Regions from separate parts of the Zea mays genome. Here regions 2 and 3 are each linked to region 1. The links are chromatin contacts, called in public Hi-C maps. All regions are on one chromosome and are shown on one strand. Each heading gives the region's core, a stretch centred on a gene start, on an enhancer-like site or on the middle of the called end of the contact. The rest is flanking DNA. Distances are from core to core; before and after follow the strand shown.

Region 1 (3,536 bases), core at 537-3,036:
CTTTTATCAAAATAGATTCAACAATTTTGTCTAACAATATTAATTATATACCACTGACATTAGTTATATAGTAGTATTTGGTTAGAGCTAAAATAGTTAAAGCGATAACGACACTTGTTTCGGGGGTAGAGGGGGAGCACGCAACTCGTCGTTGTCTTTTTTTTTTTGTATTTTAGCCATTTTTAGATTTTATTTTCACAGATACGTCATTTCTAGTTTCATTTTAAAAATTGGACCCGTAGCTCGGCGCCGTCACAATTGGCGCCGAACTACAACGTGTCGGTGCCAATTATTTTAGCGTGCACATATTAGAATCTACGCCAGCGTGGACCTGACGTGGCAGCACCTCGACGCCGTGACCCTTGGCGCCGAAGCAGGCACCAAGATTTATGGCCCCTACCTTGGTGCCTTGGATTTTGGCGTCGATGTGTTGCGTGCAGATCAAAGATCCCTTCCTAAATTTCAATAAATTTTATAAGACTCACAAATATTAGTTATTATATTTAATAGAACACTTACCTTTGTTTAGCATATTTACCACGCCTAGACATCCTACAAATCGATAATATGACGAACAAAAATGCTTCTAAAAATGATTTCCAAACCGTAACTCTAACCCTATTAATCGGACATAACAAAAGATGGAAAAAAGGGAGGGAGATTAACTTGATATAGAGGAACAATGGATCCAAGTTGCTGATTTAGCTTGATGTTTGTCGTTTGGAAGAAGAGAAATGAGTAGAAAGAACTGACGATCAAAGTGAAATATTTATAGACACGTACGTCGGTGCCAAGATCTATGGCGCCGAGATCTATGACGCCTAACTCGACGTCAAGGGTGATGGTGCCGAGGTGCTGACACGTTAGGTACACGTTGGTGTCGATTATTACATGTGCACGTCAAAATAATTAGCGTCGATACGTTGTAACTCGGCGCCAATAGTGACAGTGCCGAGCTAAGAATCCATTTTTTAAATGAAACCGGAAATAGCGTATTTCTGAAAATAAAAATAAAAATGGCTAAATTGCAAAAAAAAAACGGCAACTCGTAGCCGTCTGTCACATGCTATGAGCTCTTCTGAGCTAACGCCATAGAAAACTTGCAAGAAACAGACAGGAGCAGCTGTGAGTGGGATGAACAAACAAAGCACTTCTATTCTGCTTCCTTCTCTGCTGCTGTTAGCAGTTCACAGGCACTGCATTGTGTGAGACGGCAGCAGCCCCGTGATCCTTTTGCGCGATTTCCTGGGGGTGGGTGGGGGAATTGCCCCCACGAAACGGCCGTCCGTTTCTGCTGACGTCGCTCGGTCACTGCGACGCAAACGCGCGCAACCGTAGCCGATCCAAAAGATCGACGAGGAGAAACAGGGCACGGAACCGAGTGCGGTACACGTCACTGTGCAAACGCATGCATGCGTGTGTTGTATGCCCCGGCGTGTGAGAGTTAAACCCGGGCCGGACACCTGCTGCCGAGGCTTTTTCTCTGCAGGCTCCCAAGATGGAATCGGAGGCGTGGTCGGAGTGAAAAGGCAAGGTGTGGAGTCAGAGCCTTACCACATATGGTGGCCGGCTGGTTTTTTCTTCTTCTTCCTTTTTAATAAAAATGGTGTATAAAGTGTGGGGGAACTGTCTTCTTATTGGTTTGATGAAGTGTGTTGGTTCAGGTCTCTTCTTGGTCGTGCGTGCCAAAGTGTTGATGAAGTGGGTCAAAAAAGTGTACACAAGCAGCTAACTGAATTTATTCTACTTATAAATAAAGACTATGAATCCCATTGTTCCATGCTTCAAGTCGCTGCATTGTTACCCAACTATGATGTTGATGCAAGTACATGGACGGCTCGTTCGTCTCTCTCCCTCTCTGCACCGATCGCCCCCCATCCATACATAGGTGCGGTACTGCGCTGTAGCATGATGCACATGTGGGCACAAGCTAGCTAATAAGGACGGTCACTAGTGATGACGAACCATGCCAAATGTGGGGTGCTTGCGACTAACAGCCTCCTTTTTTTGTTGATCTTCTCCGTACTCGAAAGCGAACGGAAGCGATGATGGCGATGTCATGTGGGCCGGACGAAACAGAAAAGCCTGGACGCGATAGCGCGCTACTACTAAGGTCCAGAGCTAAGTTTGAAATGTCTTAAAACAACTATAGTATTTGCAATACTTCAGTTTTGAAAACAGAGATTTTACCCAGCTTGTCAAACACCATTATGTATATAATACTGCAGTATTTGAGAATACTGCAGTATTCTTCCAAAACTGCAGAAAAACTTTGTTCCCAAACACCCCCTAAAATGTATTTGTCGCTGGGCGCTGGATGCTTATTACCTCACGTACGTCTTTACCTAGACGGGAGCTACTAGCTGTCGGCCTTGTGTTGTGACCTACCTACCGTCTACCGGTGGTGAATCTATTTATTTAGAGGAGCGTGGTTCCGGCGGGGCGCGGCCTGGCTGTGCTCAGTACAGGTGCAGTGGTGGTGCTCCGATCGATCCTCCCGCCGGCCAGCATTTGCGTTTGGTTCGGGCTGCACCGCCGACATGGAGCGCTCTCTTGCTACCGGGACGACTGAATCGCCACAAGAGGAGTGCTTCAAGGGCAACAAGGGCGGGTTCAGAGCCCTCCCCTTCATCTTCTGTGAGTTCCGCCCTCGATCTCATCTTACTGGTCATATGGCAAGTAAAACGTTCTTCGTTCATTGCGTTCTCTACAAGCAAGTCTGTACTTGCCAGTACGTATAGCATGGGATCTTCAAGTAGTTCATCTTATGAATTCTCACTGGACTTAATGCCCAAAGAATTCTCAACCACCTCGCTTCCCTTCGACTTTTAATGGGCAATAACTCATTCGTTCGGTGTTTTTTGGATGCCTAGCAAATGAGATGCTGGAGAAAGTTGCTGGATTCGGGCTCAACACCAACATGATCACGTACCTGACCGACAAGTACCACCTCAGCACCGTCAGCTCCCAGACGATGCTGTTCGTGTGGAGCGCGATCTCCAACTTCACGCCCATCCCCGGCGCCGTCCTCGCCGACATGTACCTCGGCCGGTTCATGGCCGTCGCGCTAGGCTCCGTGGCGTGCCTGATTGTAAGTGCGCCGGCGGCGCCGCCGTCTGTCTCTCTTTTCAATCAGCTTATACCTACTACCTACCACAAGGGTAATTAAATTAACGCGACACGCCATGGAACACGATCGCTTATTCGTCATTCACATACAGGGGATGGTCTTCCTATGGCTGAGCGCCACGGTCCCTGGAGCGCGGCCGCCTCCGTGCAGCGGCGACCAGTGCGCGCCGCCGGGGACGAGGCACCTCGCGTGGCTGCTCGCCGGCTTCGCGTTCCTGTCCCTCGGCGCCGGCGGCGTCCGGCCGTGCTCCATGGCGTTCGGCGCGGACCAGTTCTCCAGGCACCCCAGGCAGCGCCGGGCCAGCATCCTGCAATCCTACTTCAACGCCTACTACGCGTCCATCGGCGTGGCCTTCACGGTCGCCGTCACGGCCATCGTCTACCTGCAGGACAACGTCGGGTGGAGC
Region 2 (3,536 bases), core at 636-3,135, 210 kb after region 1:
GCAAGGAGGTGCTATTTTTAGTGATCTCATCATCTAAACTTTGCGTGCGTTGTGCTAATTTGGTTCACTGATTTTCTTTATTTTTAAGCAATCAAGCTTAAATGATTAGCTTCTACCGAAGATCTAAAATTATGTATTTCCTTTTCCTTTTTTCTCAGCAATTTTCCCTCTTCTCGACTCTGATAGCTTATAAATCTGTTTAGTTCCAAACCCCATTTCCACTGAAATATGCTTACCATATGGGCACAATGTTTCTCCACAATAAATGGTCCAAGAATCCAGGATTATTCCAATGCCAATGCTATGTAGCTTGCACTTGCACATAGAAGGCAATAGGGGATAATGGGGTGCTTGCTCTTTTAACATTGGTTCTTGATATGGAGGGAGTAGCCTGGTTGGCTGGTTTACTGCATCGAACAACTTGCACTTGCACATACCTATATATCTTTTAATGTATGCAAATCTTCTTAACCTTTAAAAGATACTAACAAGAAGGTATAACGATAATTAATGTTTATATATCTCAATATATTTTATCATTATATGTTGACTCTGTAGCAACGCACGGGTATACACCTAGTTTTAATTAGGCCACTAGCGACACAGGCGCCTCTCGTCCACCGTATCTCCCGCGTTGGCACCAACCTGATCCTTCAGAACAGCAGCACCAGCCCCTGCGACTCTGCGAGTCGACCGTGGCGTACGCGCCTATCGACGCCGCGGTCCTGCGGCTTGTGATCGATGGGCACGACTCCAGCGCCGTGGCCGTGCTGCCGGACGGGCTGGAGGCCGAGCCGGCGCGGCGGTGATCGCGTCGAGGAAGGATAAGGAGGACAGGACGGCGGTGCAGTTCGCCGGGTCGCTGGCCACCCTGGCGTTCTAGGTGCTGGCTAGCTCGTCGGCGACGGGCCGGTGATGCGCTCCCGACGAATGCGGTGGAGGTCGTAACGGGCCTGGTGACCTGCACGCTGGGCAAGCGGGCAGCATCAAGAAAGCGCTGATGAGATGTGAGGATTGTTGATCATTTGATCTGCCGGAGGATGCGAACTGTGGTACATATACCTGGAACAAATATAGTTGCAAATTCTGTGCAGTTAAACATATACCTGGAACACGTTGAATCGATCGTGTGACGACTCTAACTGACGATGTACAGCCACCGTACCCGTTTCCTGTACAGATACGGCCGCCGCATCGTCGTAGGCACGTCGTCGTTGTCGATCTCCCAATCATGTGTACCACTTGCGCACGGTTGGATTGGATCAGTGTTCACCAAAAAATTTGTGCCGGCACGCGGCACACACCACAACAACAAACTGCATATCATGGAGGTCACCTTTGCCAACACGTCACGCTTTGCCCGGCTGGTGCGGTGGTGCGGATCAGATAAATGCATCCGTAGCTTATAAAAATGGTGATAGTGTTTTTTCTTCCTGAAAATAGAAATCTAGTTTTGTGATAAACAAATAATTTTTAATTTAACTATTTATAGACATAGTTTGTTTTTAAGAGAAAAAGCTAAAATGCCATAAAATTTGAGAATTAAGACAGTACTGCTTATGATAAGCAAATTTAAACTCAGAATATATTTATATAAAAAAATATTGATATGAGATTGACCAAGCGCTTAGCGCACACGAGAATACGTACAGAAGTGTCCTTCTGCCACGCCAGTCCACATCTCCACGGCCACCGGCAGACGGCACCGAACAAGGGACACACGCGCTCGTAGGCAGTAGGCACGCACACGCCGCCACGTCGCAGCCACGAGCCCACGCCACGAGGCCACGACCCCAAAAACAGCCGTCCACGTCGCTTCCCCGGTCCGGCGACCGCGCCCGCTGTTTTATACGCGACCCGGCGGCCGCACCCGGCTTGCGCACGCCGTTCACGTCCCCCGGCCCCCGCTCTCGTTTCCCCCGCCCGCACCAGGCACGCTCACGCGCTGCGCACCGGATGGCCCCTGCTAACGTGCGCGCGGCGCAGGCGCAGGCCCCCAGCGCCGACCGCAGGTTAAGTACGCTAGTGGGGCACCTGCTGCCTTCCTCCCCACGAAGAGCAGCAGCAGACACCTCCGCCACCTCCACCCTCGAATCGTTCCCCACCATGGCGTCGCAGGGATCCTCCGTCTTCGCCGCACTCGAGCAGGCCCCGGAGGACCCCATCCTCGGAGTAAGTCCGTCTCCCCAGTCCTTTTTAGCTTCCTTTCCCACGGTGATCTGGTTGTCGCTATCGGTCGCGCGGTTTCGATGCGATCGCGGCCTCGTGGGTTTGCTCTGGCTGATCAGTGTTCGTTTGGTTTCTGGGCAGGTGACCGTTGCCTACAACAAGGATCCCAGCCCCGTGAAGGTCAACCTCGGGGTCGGCGCCTACCGGACCGAGGTAAGATGAGTTTGGGGATTTGCTATGAACCTTCTAATTCCCCTTCTGTTTTTTTATTAGTTGGATTGGAGATGGATTTGACGCTCCTGTTCCTATTCTGATCTCTGCAGGAAGGGAAGCCCCTAGTGCTGAACGTGGTCAGGCGCGCCGAGCAAATGTTGATCAATAATCCGTAAGTGTCATGTGAAATCCATATGACCCGCTTGATTTCGTGATCGTGCCTCTGTGGTTATTGAACTTTCAGGCTTAAAGCTCCTGCCCTCAGCCCAAGTGGAAACGGAAGGGGATTTAGATAGTTGCTGGATCTAAAATCTGGATAACACGCCTCTTAATTTGACTAATACTTTCATTCGCATCCATAATAATTATTGACTTGTCCTCTGTAATTGTAGGTGACCTTTCTGTTCAATACTAGTTTTTAAATAAATTTTCTTCTACGTTTAGGACTAGTCTTTTTTTTGCGACTGTATCTGCTCTGTCCCACTGCCGTCTAAGATTCTCTTCTGTAGTCGACCTTCAATTGCTTTCCCTCCTTTCTTTTTTGTGGTACCTGAAAAATTGACCTTCGTTTTGTCTGTGGGGGGAATGGTTTGTCGTTTGCAAGCACTGCCATACTCCCTCTGTCCAAATTTTCTTAAGTTTGAATTGATAGAAAATATTTTCAAATGAGTTTATTATAAAACTAGATTCGAAGGTTGATACTAATTATATATCATAATTATTATATATATATATATATATATGTATGTATATAATTGGTCATATTATACATTGATTACGACTGACTTCTGGGAAAGCGAGAGAAGATAAAAAGGGACGTATGAAGTATGTCTCGTGTGTGTACAAGCCACTGATGCGAAAAAACTGTTGGTGTGGAAGTTTATGATACTTGAAGCTGTATTTTAGACACATTTTTCTTCTTATTTCTAGGTCACGTGTCAAGGAGTACCTACCAATCACCGGTCTGGCTGAATTCAATAAGCTGAGCGCTAAGCTTATCTTTGGCGCTGACAGGTATTCTCTGTTTGACTGGTTTACCCATTTTCCTCATTTGTGGGTCAACTGTTCCTAATGGTGATGTTGTCAACTGTGAATTCTTAGTGTTGAAGTTTCATTACATAAAAATAAGTTCCCTAGCTACTGGTTCTGGTTTA
Region 3 (3,536 bases), core at 743-3,242, 170 kb before region 1:
TCGTGGACGGGAGGCGGATGGCTTGCCTCGCGGTACGGCTCGTAGACGACGGGTAGAGGAGGCAGTGGGCTCACCGCGTCACGGTACGGCTCGTCCACCTCCTCAGCTTGCAGCTGCTGCAGCCTGGCGAAGCGCAGGTCGAGTCGAGCATCCATCTCGTCGTAGCCGGAGGGTTCCTCGTAGCCGGAGGATTCGGCGGTCACAAACACGGAGTCATCCGCGGCTCCAGAGTTGGCGCGGGCCGGCGCGGTGTCGATGCTGGGCTCGTCGGTGGAGGCAACGGGGAGGACGAATCTCGTGGGGTTGTCTGACGGAGCGACGTCCTCGCCATAGAAGAATCCGCCCCAGTTGTCGACGACGACGGATGGCCTAGTGCGGTACTGCTCGCCGTCGTCAAAGCACCCGCCCCAATTGTCTGCGATGACCGCGACCGGGGTGGGCGGCGCACTGGCAGACGCGTCGGAGGAGTGGTTGATGCTGAGCGAGGTGGGCGGGAGGTCGATGTACGCGGCGGACGAGAAGCGCCGGTCCCAGCGAATCTCTAGCTCGTCGAACCGCCGGTTGAACTCATCGAGGATGAGCTTGAAATCGAGAGACATGGCGTTGACAAATTGAAACCGAGGATCGAACGAATCTGATACCAATTGTTACAACTACGGTCTACTTGGGAATGGAGTAAGAAGGAAATCAGAGAGAGCAGAGGTAGGAGAAGAACAGATGTGATTTCTAGAGAATAATTGTTTGTTCAGTTGTTCGATGTACCAGGATCTTGACGGCGCGCGTACTTATTCAGCGCCACAGCCCAACACAGACACACGCAACCTTTACACGCTATTCTGGGCCAAGACGAAGCGGACTGTGGGCCTTTGGATGCGTTACATTTGCTCGGCCTCTTGCACACTGGTATTTTGCACAACAGAAACTATCGCCGGACTTTGAAAGTATCTTCATCAGCTACTTGCTCGTCTTGGTCCAGCTTCCTTGTTGAGACAGTGACAGTGGCTCATGGTTCAGATGGCGGGCTGCTGACAGGAAAGCACTTAGATCTCCATGGATGATTGTAACCTATGAAATAGCCTTTTCAGTCTCCACTAAATTACACCAGATCTTGATAAAAGCAAAGCATATGGGTAAGCTTCAAACCTCTTCCCTTGTGGCTTCTGTAATTTCTTGGCATTCATCTAAACTACAATCTACACGATCAATCCTTCCAGCAAGATGTTTCTTTGCAACCTGATATGAAAATATTTCACATAAACAGATTACCAGATGTGACAATAAGAACCAGAACTGTTAGAGGAGGTATTGTCATAGAATTATATTGTATTGCATTGAGCCCCATGGGCTGATTATATACAATGCACAGGACTAACACCCTACGTTAAAAGGCAATGCGGTATAATTCATATCTAGATACTAGGTGAGTGCCCGTGCGTTGCAACATAGACATATAATACATAAGTTACCGTGATATTATATGTCCCCGTTGCAACGCATGAGCACTCACCTATATGTACATAAGTTATTATATGGTTCCGTCGCAACGCACGGGCACCCACCTAGTTATATCATATGTCTATGTTTTATAGGTCCGTGTCTACAATTTATAATTTATGGGCCAATGACAAATTAACGAAGCCTACCGCAGATCCGAAGATTGTAAATCGCTTTCTGGATCCTTGCCGTTGTTGAGCTGCGTCTGTGTTGGTGTGGCAGTGCCGCCGTGCTACAGTTGGGGGCTGCTCGGGCCTCGGAGAAGATCAACGCTAGTGGGCCCGAATTTAGGTTGCAGAGAGAATTTCTCGGAGCATTGAACTTGTCGTCTACGGCCCATTTCACGTAATTCCTGATAAAGTATATAATATGCCAATCTGGGATCGGACGAGTACGATGCAGCCACGTTTTCCAGTCGTAGCGTGAAAGGTTTTAAGGGCAAAAGCCCTCGGAGCGTCACTGGGAGAAGAGAAACGCCCGGCGGCGCGAAGCGGAGGGTGAGAATATCGGAGTTCGGCGATGTCGAAGCGGCAGGGACCGCCGAAACACCAGAACCGCTACGCGTGGAAGCCGAACCTTGGTCAGAAGATCAACGAAACCGTAAGCTCTCCTCCCATCGCCTTCGCCCCTTCCCCATAGTTCTGGATGTTCATTCAAATCTCACCGTTGCAAACCTTCGACGCCGCAGGAGCCCGGGGGCAGGTTCCGACCTCTGTCAGAAATCACCGGCGTCTGTCAGCGCTGCCGGGATCAAATCGACTGGAAACGCAGGTGGGGAATTGTCATCCCTCATCGGTTGTCTAAGCTCATTTAGCTAGTGTGTAGCTTCGATTGTCTCCTAGGCCCAATTCGTTTGTTTGTTTTTGTAGATACGGAAAATACAAGCCCATTGTTGAGCCAGCAAAATGGTAAATCTCTTTCCCTGTTTAGCACGTATACTGAGCAGCGAGAGAGGTGACGCGTTTTTTGGTTTGGCAGCCAGAAGTGTAATAAGCGAAACGTCCGGCAAGCATACCATAACGTATGCAGAGGTGAATTTTGGCCACTCAATCTCTTGTGTCACTAGGCCTGGTTGTTACTTGTTAAACATTGATAGGTTGGATTGTTACTGATCCGGGTTTGCTGCTGCTTAATGCAGATTGCTCCAAGGACCTCGGCATATGTGCTAAGTGCTGCACATGTGTTAATGAGCTTGTCGGAAGGTGTGATTCCTGCTGTGCATTCCAGTTCTAAACTTGTAGCTGTATCGAAATGCATAATATCTTTAGTTTTATTAATTTTTAATTCTATTTAGGGATGCGAATGAGGAGGAAAGTGAACGCAAGTCACTAGAAGAGGTTTGATTCTGTTATATTTGGAAGTTGGAACTAGATTGCTATATGAACCTAGTAGAACAGTATTGTTTTGCGCTGATCACTGAAGCTTTCAGGCTGTCAGAGGTGCTAGGGAGAGGGAACGACGTACACTTCTTCGTATTGTGAGTACTGTTTTTCAACTTTTCACACTGAACAAACTTTTGTTCGTATGCACTTGCCTCTATAATTAGTAGTCTTCGTGATGCAGAAACTGAATTAACATAAGACTTTGGAGCCACGAATCTGAAAAGGAAATTGTTTTTTTCATTGTTACTGTTTGATAAACTTTGGGTCCTTTACCTATAGTTCCCTCTTAAGACTATGGAGATGGATCTGAAAAGGAAATTGTGTTTTTTATTACTGTTTGATAAACTCTGGGTCCTTTACTTATTTCATGGATATCTGATACTTACAGTTGTGTTTCCGAATTTTGCATCTATATTTTTCATTCTTGTTTTTTTTTTGCAAAATCTGCTGGTATTTATATCTTGAGAAAATTCCAAACATTTGTATCACCCTTGGTTGTACAAAATATATATAACCTTTGCTCCAGAGCTACACTGTGGAATTTGAGCTAGGGTCCTGTTTTGGCAAGGTTCCAGTTCCATCCAGTGAAACCTTACGATACAATGAAAACTGAAAAGCCAATGCAACAATGCTATATCGACCTAGGCTATATGGAATATT

The links. Hi-C and Micro-C count contacts between places; a contact is called where the count stands out from the background.
Region 2: a contact with region 1 is called in a Hi-C map of endosperm, with 3 times the contacts expected there. The contact joins the promoter of LOC100273311 here to the promoter of LOC103651182 in region 1. A contact is called at or near these places in 3 of 25 Hi-C or Micro-C datasets (endosperm and leaf).
Region 3: a contact with region 1 is called in a Hi-C map of endosperm, with 4 times the contacts expected there. The contact joins the promoter of LOC100192805 here to the promoter of LOC103651182 in region 1. A contact is called at or near these places in 6 of 25 Hi-C or Micro-C datasets (bundle sheath, ear, endosperm and 3 more) and 1 of 3 datasets of contacts at active chromatin or transcription factors (leaf).

What each region holds. Positions count from the first base shown.
Region 1 is chr3:200,190,645-200,194,180 of Zm-B73-REFERENCE-NAM-5.0, forward strand. It overlaps LOC103651182 (protein NRT1/ PTR FAMILY 1.1), which reads left to right and starts at 1,787. Exons shown (of 6, transcript XM_035966409.1): 1 at 1,787-1,888; 2 at 2,034-2,113; 3 at 2,423-2,637; 4 at 2,874-3,091; 5 at 3,222-3,536. The coding sequence starts at 2,046.
Region 2 is chr3:200,400,816-200,404,351 of Zm-B73-REFERENCE-NAM-5.0, forward strand. It overlaps LOC100273311, which reads left to right and starts at 1,886. Exons shown (of 12, transcript NM_001147752.1): 1 at 1,886-2,172; 2 at 2,311-2,382; 3 at 2,493-2,554; 4 at 3,313-3,396. The coding sequence starts at 1,957.
Region 3 is chr3:200,020,430-200,023,965 of Zm-B73-REFERENCE-NAM-5.0, forward strand. It overlaps LOC100192805, which reads left to right and starts at 1,993. Exons shown (of 8, transcript NM_001137998.1): 1 at 1,993-2,094; 2 at 2,183-2,265; 3 at 2,364-2,402; 4 at 2,473-2,525; 5 at 2,633-2,696; 6 at 2,789-2,831; 7 at 2,924-2,971. The coding sequence starts at 2,014. It also overlaps the pseudogene LOC100382714.